Linked DNA regions of Gossypium hirsutum: region 2 is linked to region 1. Evidence: chromatin contacts called from public Hi-C data. All regions are on one chromosome and are shown on one strand. Each heading gives the region's core, a stretch centred on a gene start, on an enhancer-like site or on the middle of the called end of the contact. The rest is flanking DNA. Distances are from core to core; before and after follow the strand shown. Region 1 holds the start of LOC107926880 (Golgi apparatus membrane protein-like protein ECHIDNA). Region 2 holds the start of LOC107897153.

Region 1 (6,989 bases), core at 2,448-4,947:
TTGATGAGAACATAGTATTCCTTGGCTTAGAAGTCACAACCTCAAGCACATAAGGCTATTAACGAGATTACTGTATAGAGTCCAGATTAGACTTTGATTGAAAATCACAACTAAAAGGAAACTTATACACATCAAATACAACATGTTGAGAGACAAACACTCGTCATTCAGTATCAAGACACTTTTACCCTTTTTTATTTATTCCAAGTCTAATGAAAACACATTACTTTGATAGAAACTAAAGCTTACGCTAATTGAAAGGTCTCAAGTAAGGAAAACAAGTACATCCAAACATTGTAAGTTGTTAATAATCAAGTTTGGCTCTATAAAGTTTCTCATATGAAGTAGAACCTTGAAAAACCATAGTAGGTAATCTATTCACCAAATGAATAACATGAGAGAAAGTATGTGACCAAAAATCCAAAGGCATAAAAGCCTGAGCCAGAAGAATGAGTCTCATGTCAACTACAGGTCTGTGTTTCCTTCCAGCTACCCCATTTTGCTCAAAAGTATGTCGACATGTGATTCTATGTTGAATGACAAATCAAGGGAGCTCCTTCAAGAAAGAACAATATTCGACTCCCCAATCACTTTGAAAAGTTTTGATAGAACACCAACAAACTTCTAGAAATAGAAGAAACAACTTGAAACTACAGAATTAGTCTTGAGAAAATACAACTAGGTATATTAACTATACATGTCAACAAACGAAACATGATAAAGAAAACCATCTAGTTGTGTTTATGCTAATCCCCAAACATCTGATACTACAAATTCAAAGGGAAAAGAATACATTGTTTGTGAAGAATCAAATGGTAACTTATGAGCTTTAACTAGTTGACAAGCTGAACAAACATGAGACAACTTATTATAACTAAAAATAACATTACAATCACGCAAAATACGACTAAGAGTGCTAATTCAAGGGTCATCGAGTCTTTAATGCCACAACTTAACAGGATTTTTTAGCTAAGCATTGCACACCACCTTCGATGTGACATACGTGTCCCAACAGTCACACCAGCAACTACATTGGAAGCTGTACGAGAAAAATCAAATCTATAGAGTCTATCAAGCATGCGACCCACTAATAGAGTTTTCCCTGTCTGAATATCTTCCACAAAATGAATGAAAGGATGAAACTCAAAGTAAACTCCATTATATCTTGCAAAATGACCTACTGATAGCAAATTCTTACAAACAGTTGGTACATGAAACACATTTCGGAGTTACAAGACCCTAGGACCAACCAGTAGAGTAGAAGACCCTATGTTAGTAATAGATACTGACTCACCATTGCCCATAGACACTCTACTTGTACCTGTATAAGATGACGCATTCATAAGAGTAGTCATGTCAAAAGTAATATAATTAGTTTCTCCTGAGTCAGAATACTAGGCTTGATCCATATTAGTAGAAGAAGAGCATCCAAGACTAACTGGATTTGACTGAGATTGAGTTTGGGAAGATAAAACAGTCAACTCACATCAATGTGACATAGACGAGCAATGAGGAACTTGAGTAGCACACCTTTGTCCATCAAAGTGATGATAGTTGATCAACATCGAAGAACTTTGATCAACACTGGAAAAATTCTCATCAAACCTGTAGTAACAAGTCTAAACCACATGACCAACCTTGCAACACAACTGACATTGAGGTCGAGAACAATACCAACCACAACCATTACCACGATGTCCTTGCTTGAACTCCTGAGTATTAACTCCTGGAGTAATCAATTTGTTTTGTTTGATGCTCCACATGTTTTTGGTGAGATGCCAAATTAGCCTGCATAAGAACCTCAGCAAGTAATGCTAACTGTCTTGATTCACAATCAGGAAGCATTTCAGTCAATAGATTAAGTAACATCAAAGTTATTGACGCAAATACATGAATAGATTCGTAATCCATAGAAACTCATGCCAAAATTATGCTTACTTGCTCTTGATCTGTCACCATAATATCGATTGCAATCAAATTATCACACATACTTGTCACCTTAAACAAGTATTCTTTAACAATCAGATTGCCTTTCTTTAAAGAATATAACGAATGATGCATACTGGAAATCTTAATGCTTGACTTCCCACCAAACCTTCTTTCAATAGTCATCCAAACTTCAAAACTAGTACTAGCCTTTGTGATATACACCAAAACATCATCTGAAGCTAAAAATTTATCCTTCTTCTTATGAACAAGAAATGCTAGATTTTCAACTAATCGACCTTCATTGCCAACTACAAATTGTAAAGGAACATTAATTGTGCCTAAAACATATCCCTTAAGATCATAACCTTCAAGAATCAAAAGAATTTGATGTTCCCACAGAAAAAAAAATTTCACCAAGTTTTATCATGTCATGCTTTGAAAAATATTGAACCTACTACAACAATAAAGAAGAAAGACTTGATTTTTGATTCAAGAACTTGATGAACAAATGAACACACATTGGCTATTTGATGTAGCCATGCTTACATACCATAAATAACAATTTAGTCTAACAACTAGATAACTACCTTAACCAACTATCTTCATATGTTTCATTCACATCAAGATAGTAAATTTATATTATATGTACTTAATCCTATTTGAATTCTTTACTTATATCTAATATTAAAGATAAAATAATAAAATCCTAAAAAATCAAAAAATTATTCTAAAGATAAAATACTAAAAAATCAAAATATTGTTCTAATGAAAAATTAGAAGTATGTTTTTTTACAAATAAATCTTAAAATAAAAGTTTTCAAAATAAATCATTATCTATCAATTTATTTTTATCCAAAACTTTTACGACAACCAAATTGAATTTTTAGGTTTGCTTTTGCACTGATCGAAAATTAAATAATAAACCCAAAATTAGTAGCATCTCATTTAAGAATTTATCAAAATTAAGCACAATAAATATGTTAATTGGGCACATTATTACTTACCATACCAACCTACTCCTAAAAATTGTATAATGTAATTAGGGTGCTCCAATTGCACTTAATTTTGTGAGATCCACTAATTATAATGATTACTCAAACATGTCGTACATGTGTAATTATAAAAAATACACTCAATCTCAAATTATTAGGTGACTTTTAGAATGCTACTTATAAAAATTGGTGAGAAGTATTTGAAGTGCACCAATTACACTAATTGTATCATACAAATATTTACAAATAATAGAACCCAAATTCAATTATAAAACTCAAATCGAAAATTCAATAAAATAAATATGGACCGAAATATCAATATGACAAAATAACATAAATATCGACCAAACTCACAAATACTAAAATTTTTAACTTAACATCTATTATTATTAAACCCCAAGATCTCAACCACAAAATAATTAAGTTATTTGCCGAAAGAAAAATAAGCCCCAAATTATAAGTTAAACTGTTATGATTATGATTCGATTTATACCTGAACTGAACTCTGTATAATTTAATGCAAAGCTGATTAGTAAAAGCCCCATCCCTACGGAATATAGGCAGGCCTGCATTTATCTGGTGTCAAAAAGTTAGACCCAATTTAGAACCAAATTCGCTATCTAAATCGCTACTCGACTCAGTCCAATGAACAACGTGACTGTCTCAAACCCCCATGCCCCCCCACCCCCAAAAAATAAAATAAAAATAAGGTCCATTTTGTTGAAAAATAAACAACGTTTCGTGCGAGAACGAGGGAAATTTTATAGGAGCGAAATGAGCCAAAGCACAGACCCACCCCCCTTCCCTACAAACTTGTTCTATCACAATCTCTGAATTCGTCTTTAATCCATACAAAAGAAAAGGACTATTATAGTTTACATTTGAATATTCATCTCATTCATGGATCTAAGCCAGGTAAAATTCCCCCCTAAACCCAAACTTATAAAGACTTTCATGCCATCTAATTTCTCAGATCATAACATTTTAGATTCGGGTTTCTTGTTATTTACGTATATGTTTTTCATCTATTACATCACAGCCCGAAGAAGAAAACTATGCCAATCCCAAAACATGCTTCTTTCACGTCCTCTTCAAGGTGATTGCTGTGATAATTTTGTGCTGTTTTTGAGAATTGCATGATTTCATTTCCCCCTGGTTGATGTATAGTGTCTTTTCGGACAGGCCTCGGCTTTGGCATTTTACATGCTTTCAACGCTGTTTGCGGATAGTTTTGTTATCATCTTTGTGATCACCGTCGTGCTTGCTGCACTTGATTTTTGGGTGGTCAAGAATGTTAGCGGCCGTATATTGGTAGGGCTTAGGTGGTGGAATGAAATAAATGAGCAAGGTGAGAGCATATGGAGATTTGAGTGCCTTGACCACGAGGTTTGTCCTTTACATTTTGGTTACCCCTATCTCTTCATTTGCAAATTCCATTGTTTGACATTATTTTTTACCCCCTCCCCCCCCCCATGCAGTCCTTAGCTCGTATTAACCAAAAGGATTCTTGGTTATTTTGGTGGACATTGTATCTTAATGTAAGTAATTATTGCGACAATGGATTGGAAGTGACTTGCTGATGAATTTGCAACGCTTTCACTCTAATATGCTTTCAAGTTTTAACATTTAATACTTTCTCTTGTCCTTTTTTTTTTCTATTCAGGCAATTGCTTGGACCATCTTTGGGATATTTTCATTGGTAAGACTTGAAGTTGATTATCTCCTAGTTGTGGGAGTTTGTTTGAGCCTTGCCATTGCCAACATCATCGGATTCACCAAATGTCGTAAAGGTATGAGATTCCGCCGTTTCAGATTTATAGTAATCCTTGTAGAACGATAAATCGTGTAGAAAAACAAGCTAAAGGGTGATAGTTTTAGATCACACACCGTGGCAGTCCATGTCATTAGCTTGGTTTAGGTGGATTTTGAAAGGCTCTTGAAGCCTATCTAGTCAGTTTTTTGTTAATGAAATAACCTACAACATGCCATCCAACCATTTGTGTTATTGTTTGATTTGATCATTACAAACCAAGGAGAGGAGCGCACAGGTGACCCAAGACTCGAACCCAGGTCTATGATGCCAAAGAACAACAACTTTTCCACTCTAACTGTGGCTTCATCGGCCCGTTCAAACTTTAGATCTTATACTACACAGGCTTGGAGCAAACTTGTAAATAGAAATGCAAGCCTAAAACAGAGAAAATGATACTAAGATCACCTTAAACCATGGGTTTGGTTAAAGTTGGATTTTATTGGCTTATTTGTTCATTTGGATTGAAGGTGAGCTGATTTTTTTTTTATACAAAATGGGATCGGAAGGAAGAAGGGTTTTCAAATATAGTTATCGAACCTTAGACTTCATGCTAATTAACTTGAAATCCACACAAATTTACCTTTGAGTGGATTGGTGGGATCTTTAATCCCTTAACCTTAATCTAACCTGAACCTGTGAAGCCAATTCTCAGATACAGTTTATATCATTTCTATTATCTTACAAGATTTTCTTTTTTCCTCTTTATAATAAATTCAGATGCCAAGAACAAGATTCAGGCGTTTGCCTCTAGGACCATTGCTTCTCGTTTTTCATCTACACTACAGTCAGCATTTAGCTTGGTGTAAGTTGTCTGAGCTGCAAACAGATTTTATCAAAATTTTATTGCCCAGCTTTCTTTAACTTCTAGGTACTGAAAAACAATGAATTCATTATGTAATTTTGTTTTTAATCGTAGAATGAAAAAAAGAAAAGAAAAGGAATTAGAAATATGTATTCTCCTAAACTTATTGTAATAAATTTTGTAACGAAAATCAGAATAACAGATACATGTAGTTGAAAGAGAAATTTGATTGACTTGGTGGGGATTATATCTTTTAATCACACCAAACTTCCTCACTACATTGATTGCTAAATTGGGTTTCTTCACATAATTCTATATTCTAAACCAAAACAATTTCTGTCAGCACACCATTTGCAGAAAAAGAATGAAAATTACATCAATGAGTCACAATCTGCAACAGCTACCAAATTGACTTTCCTCTGCTCACCAAACTCTCTTTCTTTTTCTTGAATCTAAAACCTAACAACACAATTAAAAATATGTCCCTTGACTCTTAAAAAATTTTCTAAAAATACCTCTAAATTGTTGACGAGTGAGAATCACCCCTTGACATGTAGTGGAAATTCATAACTAGTTAAAAATAAGAGTGCATGAAAAGTAGTTTGAATTGATGATGGTTAAATATTGAAGGGCAACCAGAATACCACATAATTCAAATGGTATCCTGATTGCGCATGAATCTAAGGTCATGCGTTTAAACATAATAAAATCTTAAAATGGGTTTTATCTTATCAGCGCCATATGCTCTTTTAACTGTTGATGAAATGGTAGTTTAAAACCCCACAAGAAAGAGAAGATCTACTTCTAGTTTTAGACACAAAGGAGGAGGAGAAATAGCATTACATGGTCGGTCACAAATAGTAAAAATTTTGATCCAAGCATTGACTATTTTCATCATCTTCACATGTTGCAACCACAGCAGAACACGTTGAAAATATTGGATCTATGTAATAATAAAACAACACACAACTTGTCCTCGTTTTGAAAAAAAAGAAACTAACCTTTTTATCCTCGTAGAATAGTGTTTGGTCTTCATAGTTCATATTCAAACATTTTGTCCAATTGTGCGTGTACGAGACCAATACATAAGACATGGAAAAGTCAGACAGTCAAAACCCAAATAGAAAATTCACAAATGGGTCGTTGCTATTTCTACTTTTTCATCACACACACATGCCCCTGTTTTCTCTTCTTCATCAAAAAAAAAAATCATTGTTTACTTTTTGGTAGTCAGTCCAAACTCCCCCTATATAAATGAATCCCCTTTGCTCGAATCAACCCAAAGTCACGAATCAAATCCCTCTCTATCCTTTTTGGTTTCTTCATCGGAAAAAAAACAAAGCCCGTTTCTTTTCAGCTCAGAAATGGATGTTTACGAGACTGGTTTCATATCTGAAACCCCACAAAGTGAAGAAGATATGGACGTAAAGAAAGGTCCATGGACTGAAGAAGA
Region 2 (6,989 bases), core at 2,198-4,697, 400 kb before region 1:
TAGTAAGAAATTCAAAAAGAAGAAAATAAAAAAAAAGGTTAACAATTACAGAAGAAAAATTCTTGTTGTATATATTTTGAATTTTTTTCTAAGTTTCCTACAAATAAGTGTGTAAATTATTTTAATCCACTCAAAATGATTTTATTATATCTCAATATTTATGTGCTTGTAATTCTTTCACAAAAAAAAATATAGATTTAGGTACAATCTTAAAAATGAAAGCCTGATACATGTATTCCAACCTTGCCCTATTGGCTGTTTTTAATGTATTTTATCAGTGTTCCAGTCATTTGTTTGAAACACAAGTTATTAATTAAACTGTTTAACAAGTGACTCAATCAATTTCATCTTACTTTCGCAACCATCTTTACTATTTACAATTTTGAAGTTGATATAATCACATCAACAAATTAAATTAAAATTAAATATCAAACCAGATAATGAGTCTGGAATAAAGAAACGTGTAAAGATCACAACCTAGAAAGGGAATGAATCTGAGGAATGATATCCCCTTCTTCATATACCAAAAAAAGAAAGAAAGCATACATCCAAAACAAAATTTACCATAAACAAAACCAGTTGATTTGAAACAAAGAAATAAAACTAGTATGATCTAACAAAAGCATGAGGGAACAATCTTGGGAGGATCGAATTTTTTGCTTTTACAATAAGTGCATACATTCCATAGCAGGGGATATGAACCAGGGCCAGGGCAAAGTACCTATACAAATGGAAAGAATTTGGCATTCATCAGATTCTTGTATTAACATGCTTTTTTTTACTCTAAACAGGGACAGAAAACGAATTGAATTGTGTTAGCTCGTCACATTACCATAAAGGAGCCCATGGCGTATTAAGCTCCAGGAAAGGATATGGCCACCTAGGAAAGTTGCAGCATATGTTAGTACTCGAACCCGAAACATGAAGAAACCGGTAAATCTTACCGACGGCTAGAATCGAGAAAGGAACGATACGTACCATGTAAAACCGCAGGCATGAAGAACCCATTGGAAAACAACATACAGACAGCTCCATTGAACGAAATATGCAAGCCGGAACCAAGGAAATGGCTGACACAATAAAATATGAGATTCCATTAGTTCCATAACTTGTCAAGTGTGGAAGCAGTTTGGGGACGGTGCAAAACTTACAAGGCTATTAAGAAGGGTATCTAGGATAAGGAACATAGCATTCAAAGTGTGCATGCAACCCATTAACTGTGAAGGAAGAAATAAACAGGAATTACTTACTAGAATTACAACATTATGTAACCACTATTGCTTAATACATTTCCATAAGAAGAGATGAAATAAATGAAGTTCAATCCCACCGTGTTAAGGCCAAGGTGCGAGTTTGATAAAAACGGGACGATGACGCACCAAAATACGATGTCCGTCAGGATGACAGCTCCGGCACAAGTCTGCAGATGAAGGAAAAGTGAGTAAATTAGCTACCTACAGGGAAGGACAGACCTGATATTATAGGCCTTTAAGACTGACCTGATATATAGTTTGCATAAGATATCCCCAAAATCCTGCCCTTCGCTGAAACTCCTCCTGAGCGTGGTGACTCTGCAACTTGATTTTATCCCTCACATTGTTTTCCTTATAAGTTCCAGAGTTTTCAGTTCTACTCTCTTCCACATCACTTTTCAGAAACTCAGCCCTTGCACCATTTTCAGGCAGAGGAGTATTTAAGCACACCCAACACCCATAAGCAGAAATGACAGTCCCCAGCTACATATGGGGCATATTATATGTTAGTGTTTAAGAAGGTCATATACATGAAAAGAAGATAATAGGAGAAACGGGGTTCAATGTTATTTTAATCTTTACATACCCCAAAATAGACCATAACCAATGCAAATGTCCACCTGCAGATTTGTTGCATCACCAGGTTAGCTAAAGGCTATGGAATTTTAGTATTTTACATTCTCAGAAAAAAAAAAAGAAAAATAGTAAAAACCTTGTTGGTAAAAAATGTACAACTTAAGAATGAAGGAAAACTCTTCAAAGCGTTAATGTAAAAAAATAAGAAGAAGAAGAAGAAGAAGAAGAAGAAGAAGAAGCAAATATGTGACCATTTAGTGTTCTTAGATTAAAGTATGGAAAAGCAAAAACAACAAGGCAAGTTTGGAGATGATCTTACTGAGTGTAGAAATAGAAAGCAAAAGCTCCTCCCTCAGAGGCAATAACCTCACACAGTATCCGAGCCGTGCATATAAAAGCAAAAGCTCTATAACATAGAAGCCAACAGGGATTTAAGTTTCTCCACTGTGGCTTCCAAAAATGATTGAAAAATAACGGGTCTGTTTTAACTTTATTGATGATATATGAAGCTAATACAGATGGGGCAACGATGATTAATGCACACACTGGTACTTGCCACCTGAGCCAGTACCCCAAGCCTTCATCGTTCGAATCCGACATTTCGAACTAAGGAGAGGAAGATTTGGGACGGGTAAATAAGTTGGGAATATGATAAAAATGATCGGGGTTTTCCCAGATCTGTCTCAGGCAAGGAAGATTGTATGCTCTTTTGGTGGTCAAAGACAACAATGATAGGAGGTAGTTGTAAGTTACGGAAGTTGACTTGGTAACCTTAGAATTTTATAGGCCCAGTTTGGTTGTTTCAGATTATCTGGCCCATGAAATTGAACTGTAAGAAACACATATTTATAAACATGGAGCCCGGAGGCATATACTTACTCGGTGTAGTAAACGAAGATCGAAGCATCCCATTCGACTATGTCCCACGACAAGAATCCGGCCAACACTGCAAACGAAACAAAACGAGTCAACACTAGCCATCCAGGGTGCACCCCTTTCCAACAACTGGTCCATAGCTGGTTGGAGCCAACGTGAGCGGTGGGTGTGGCATGTACGAACCCATCGGCATCCTGTTGAGCCGCTAGCAGACTCTCGTATACGCTGTCGTCCTCGCATCTAGATGCAGCTTCTTTTCTCCATAAAACCCATAAAGACCCAAGGAAGGCAGCCGCCACAATGCCGAAACAAACGCAATCGTACCAATAGACTACTAGCGCCATGGTCCAGACCCCAAGCCGAGGGTGTTTTGGACCCGTGGCTGCTGCAAAAGAAAAAATGTTAAAGCTTCGAGGAAGAAGGGTATGTAGTGACTTTCATCGGTGTAAATAAAGATGTGGGAGAGTAGAAAATTTGTTTAGTGATTTAGGCGGAGATTTAGCTGTCGGGTTTTGGTAGGAGAATGGTAGTTTTGACTGTCTGGTTTTAGTCTTGGAAACATGTTTACCACAAAAATGTTTTTAAAATATGATGGACAGTTGTTGAATTTGACAAGGGGGAGTCTGCTTGCTGCAGATTAATATTTTAAGCAAGATTAGGTTGAAAGTTTGGAATAAATTACTTCAGCTGCTAACCTTGTAGCATGAATTAAAATGCCTTTATTTCTAGTCTCTAAGGTTCATTAGTTATGTTCAACATAAACTTAATCAAATGAATATATATATATATATAAAAGTTGATAATCAATTGAGTTGCCTGATTTTCTTTTTGAAAAAAATATTTGATGCATTTTGCAAACGAGTAGGTTTAGATTGAGTTTATTTTTTATTTAAATTTTTTTGTATTTGGATCAATCCGGACTCGGGTTCTTTCGAACTTTAATTTTTTTTGATTCAAACTCATATTAAGTTGGATGGTTTTGATGGGTTCAAATAATTTTAAATTTTATAAATTATAAATATTTTAATTTCGAATGTAGTAATTCATTTTACTACTATGACATTATAATTCAAATTTACTTTATAAAAAACATAAATTAGATATATTTAATAAAATTATTTTGTATAAAATAATTAAAGTGCTTGTAAAATTGATTATTCTATGATATTATATGAATTAATAAAAATATATTTATTGTTCATGATTATATTATATTGACAATTGAGTATTTTTTTTATCTTTCTTATTAAATTTACCTAATACTCATATTCTAAAATATTTATTTCAAAACAAAAATATAGTATAGTAAGCCCAAACCCAAATAATATATTCATTATTGTCAAAACTCAAAAAAAAAAAAATTGTAGCCCAAATCTCAAGTCCAAAATACCCAAATACAATTTGTAAAAGTTAATGTCCAATTCAATATCTAATTTAATAAAAATAATATTTTATTATTATATTAAAATTTTAATAATATTTGATGTATTGCTAGTTGTAATTATAAACATGTATTTTAATATACTAAATTACATATAACTATTGATGTTATATATTTTATTATAATCTATAATATAATAATAGTTATAAATATATATATTAATACTTATAAAATATATTATTTCATTATATAATACTATATCACATACTAGAGTAGTACATAATATATTAGTTATTATCATATATTATTGTTGATTATTATATTGGTTAGAATATGTTCTAAGTCCTTATACTTTTCCTACATTTGAAAGTTAACTCTCTTACTATATTATATATGCTATATCATATCAAATAGTGTGTAATACATTAATAGTTTATATATATGCATAAGTGATTAAACATTATAATATCATGCAATACTATATTTTTTATTATAATCTATATTATAATAATAGTTATATATTATAGTAGTACATTATATATTACTTATTGTTTATTATTATTCTTGTTGAAATATACTCTAAGTCTCTATACTTTTCATACATTTGAAAGTTGGCCCTCCAACTATATTATATAAAGCTATATCATATCATATCATATCATATATTTATAGTTTATATATATGCATCGATGACTAAACATTACAATATCATTTTACCATTTTATGTATTAATACTAATCATATGTATTAATATTTTTAGTAATAGTTATATATATATTATTATTTTATGTATTAGTAATATACAAATTTAATATATCAGGTTAGGTAATCGGTTTCAGTAATAGTTATATTATATATTATTATATTATCATTAAAGTTTAATTTTATAGATTTTAATAATTAATAATTTTATATATTTAATATATATAATTACAATATTAAATTTTTTTATTAAATTAATGTCACTTTATAATTTAATATAAAAAATATTATTAATTACTTTTTCTATTAATAAATTTTTAATATGAGTATGCAATGCTTATCAATACATTTTCAGAAAAAAGAAAGAATTATCATTTATTTTTATTTTAAATAATAACATAAAATTATATTAATTATTAAGGTCAATTATAAAGATGACAATAACAATGGAGGTGGAAACACAATTAAGTTCAAGCTTTTTATGCTTTGAAAAATAAATGCAACTGAAAATATATTGAAGGATTTCAAGTAAAATCAAATACAAAGTTTGTTTAAGTGTTGAATTGTAAAGGAAATGAAAAGGCTATAGTAAAAACTAACTAAACTACTAATTACACCAATTAAATTAAAAAAAAAGTAAATTACCTAAACCTAAAAACGGAGAAGAAACTAACAACTAAGCTAAATAGATGAAAGAAAAGTTGACTCCTCTAGTTAATAGAAAAAAAAGTCTTTAAACAGCTAAGAAATTCAACCTTAACTTTGACAAAATTACCCTTAAAATGTGAGTTGACTGGGGTTTGTGTTGGACAAAATATTACCCTTGCAACAATTTTCACCTTGTCAGGAATGTGTCGCGACATCCAGGCTTTAATGTTGTGACACCCTCGACAATGGCACAAGTGTGGCTCTGGGGGTTTTCGATGTCACAACATCCACTAGCTGGTGTCGCGACATCTCTATTGGTGCCCACGATTTTTCCACTTCAACAACCTTATGATATCGCGACTTGGAAGCTTGGTGTCATGACTTTGGGCTTGATGTCGCGTTGCCACACCCTCATTGTTGCGACTCAATCAACAGTCCGCACCCAGGTTGATTTCTTGTTGAAGTTTTGCATCCTCAAGGTAAAAGACTCGGTGTCACGACTCCATAACATGAATGTCATGACACCCATGTTGAATATTGTTTTCCTCAAGGTCGGGCCCTTATTGTCTCTCTTTACACCAACTCGAACACATCATTAGGTTTTCTATGACACTATTTTACGAATTTGGGTCTAAAAAGGAATAAAACAAAACAATAATGATTATTAATGATAAACACTAAAGACTCATAAATTGCTTGAGAATAAGCTCCTCGAGTGTTATGGAGAGCCTAATTTGACGTATCAAATTACGCCAGCAAACTTCCTCACAGTTAAGTCTTTACTTGTCCTCAAGCAAACACTTACAAGACTAGCACATGCAAAATAGACAACTCTTGAACAATGGAGAGATTTGACAACCAATTGATAGGTATGTGCATTGTAGCCAATCCTTCTACCATACAATCTAAGAATGATGCATTATAAATTCACAACTTTAGGAATAAATTACTTTAGTTCACAAACTTATAGAGTAAATAAACATAGAGGTAATCCCCCAAAAAGCAACATTATTCACATTATTCCATAAAATAAGTCATACAGATATGATGTATCTATACACGAAGGAATTTAAACTATTCATTTCTCATTCAGCTCTACAAGTTTTGGTTTTATACAGAAGGACATTAAGGACGTATAGGGCTTTTTGGCTTGTAACTTTCTGAGACTTAGGTTGGTATCTATTCAAAGAACAAGCTCAGCTCAAAATGATTCAAGTAATAAGAAAAATATAACACATGGCATTGTTCCTATTTCCCCATATGTGATTGTTAAGCTCACCATCTTATTTCTCTTTCTCTCAGATTCCTTTTCTCTTTAACAATGTGGAAGATATGGTTCGATATTAGTGAGTACATACAACTTATAGAGCACTTATGCATTATGACAATTAAAAAGTTCATTTTAAGCTCTTGAATTGATTTCTCATTTTAAGCACATTCTAAAATTTTTGCTCTTTTCACTCATAATGCTTTTATCTTTATCTGTGTTTTTTATTCACTCGCTTTGATTTTGACTCTCATAATGATTTTTTTCACTCACAGTTTTCATTCTA

Evidence for each region. Hi-C and Micro-C count contacts between places; a contact is called where the count stands out from the background.
Region 2: a contact with region 1 is called in a Hi-C map of leaf, with 2.7 times the contacts expected there. The contact joins the promoter of LOC107897153 here to the promoter of LOC107926880 in region 1. A contact is called at or near these places in 6 of 34 Hi-C or Micro-C datasets (anther, leaf and petal).

The regions. Positions count from the first base shown.
Region 1 is chrA08:95,284,510-95,291,498 of Gossypium_hirsutum_v2.1, reverse strand. LOC107926880 (Golgi apparatus membrane protein-like protein ECHIDNA) reads left to right here and starts at 3,697. Exons shown (of 5, transcript XM_041074582.1): 1 at 3,697-3,836; 2 at 3,961-4,017; 3 at 4,104-4,307; 4 at 4,585-4,711; 5 at 5,452-5,760. The coding sequence starts at 3,822. The coding sequence ends at 5,540. It overlaps LOC107926862 (transcription factor MYB78), which reads left to right and starts at 6,767. Exons shown (of 3, transcript XM_016857801.2): 1 at 6,767-6,989. The coding sequence starts at 6,901.
Region 2 is chrA08:95,685,130-95,692,118 of Gossypium_hirsutum_v2.1, reverse strand. LOC107897153 reads right to left here and starts at 3,447. Exons shown (of 8, transcript XM_016822503.2): 1 at 2,709-3,447; 2 at 1,840-1,873; 3 at 1,500-1,736; 4 at 1,331-1,420; 5 at 1,152-1,217; 6 at 979-1,070; 7 at 833-880; 8 at 389-721. The coding sequence starts at 3,049. The coding sequence ends at 604.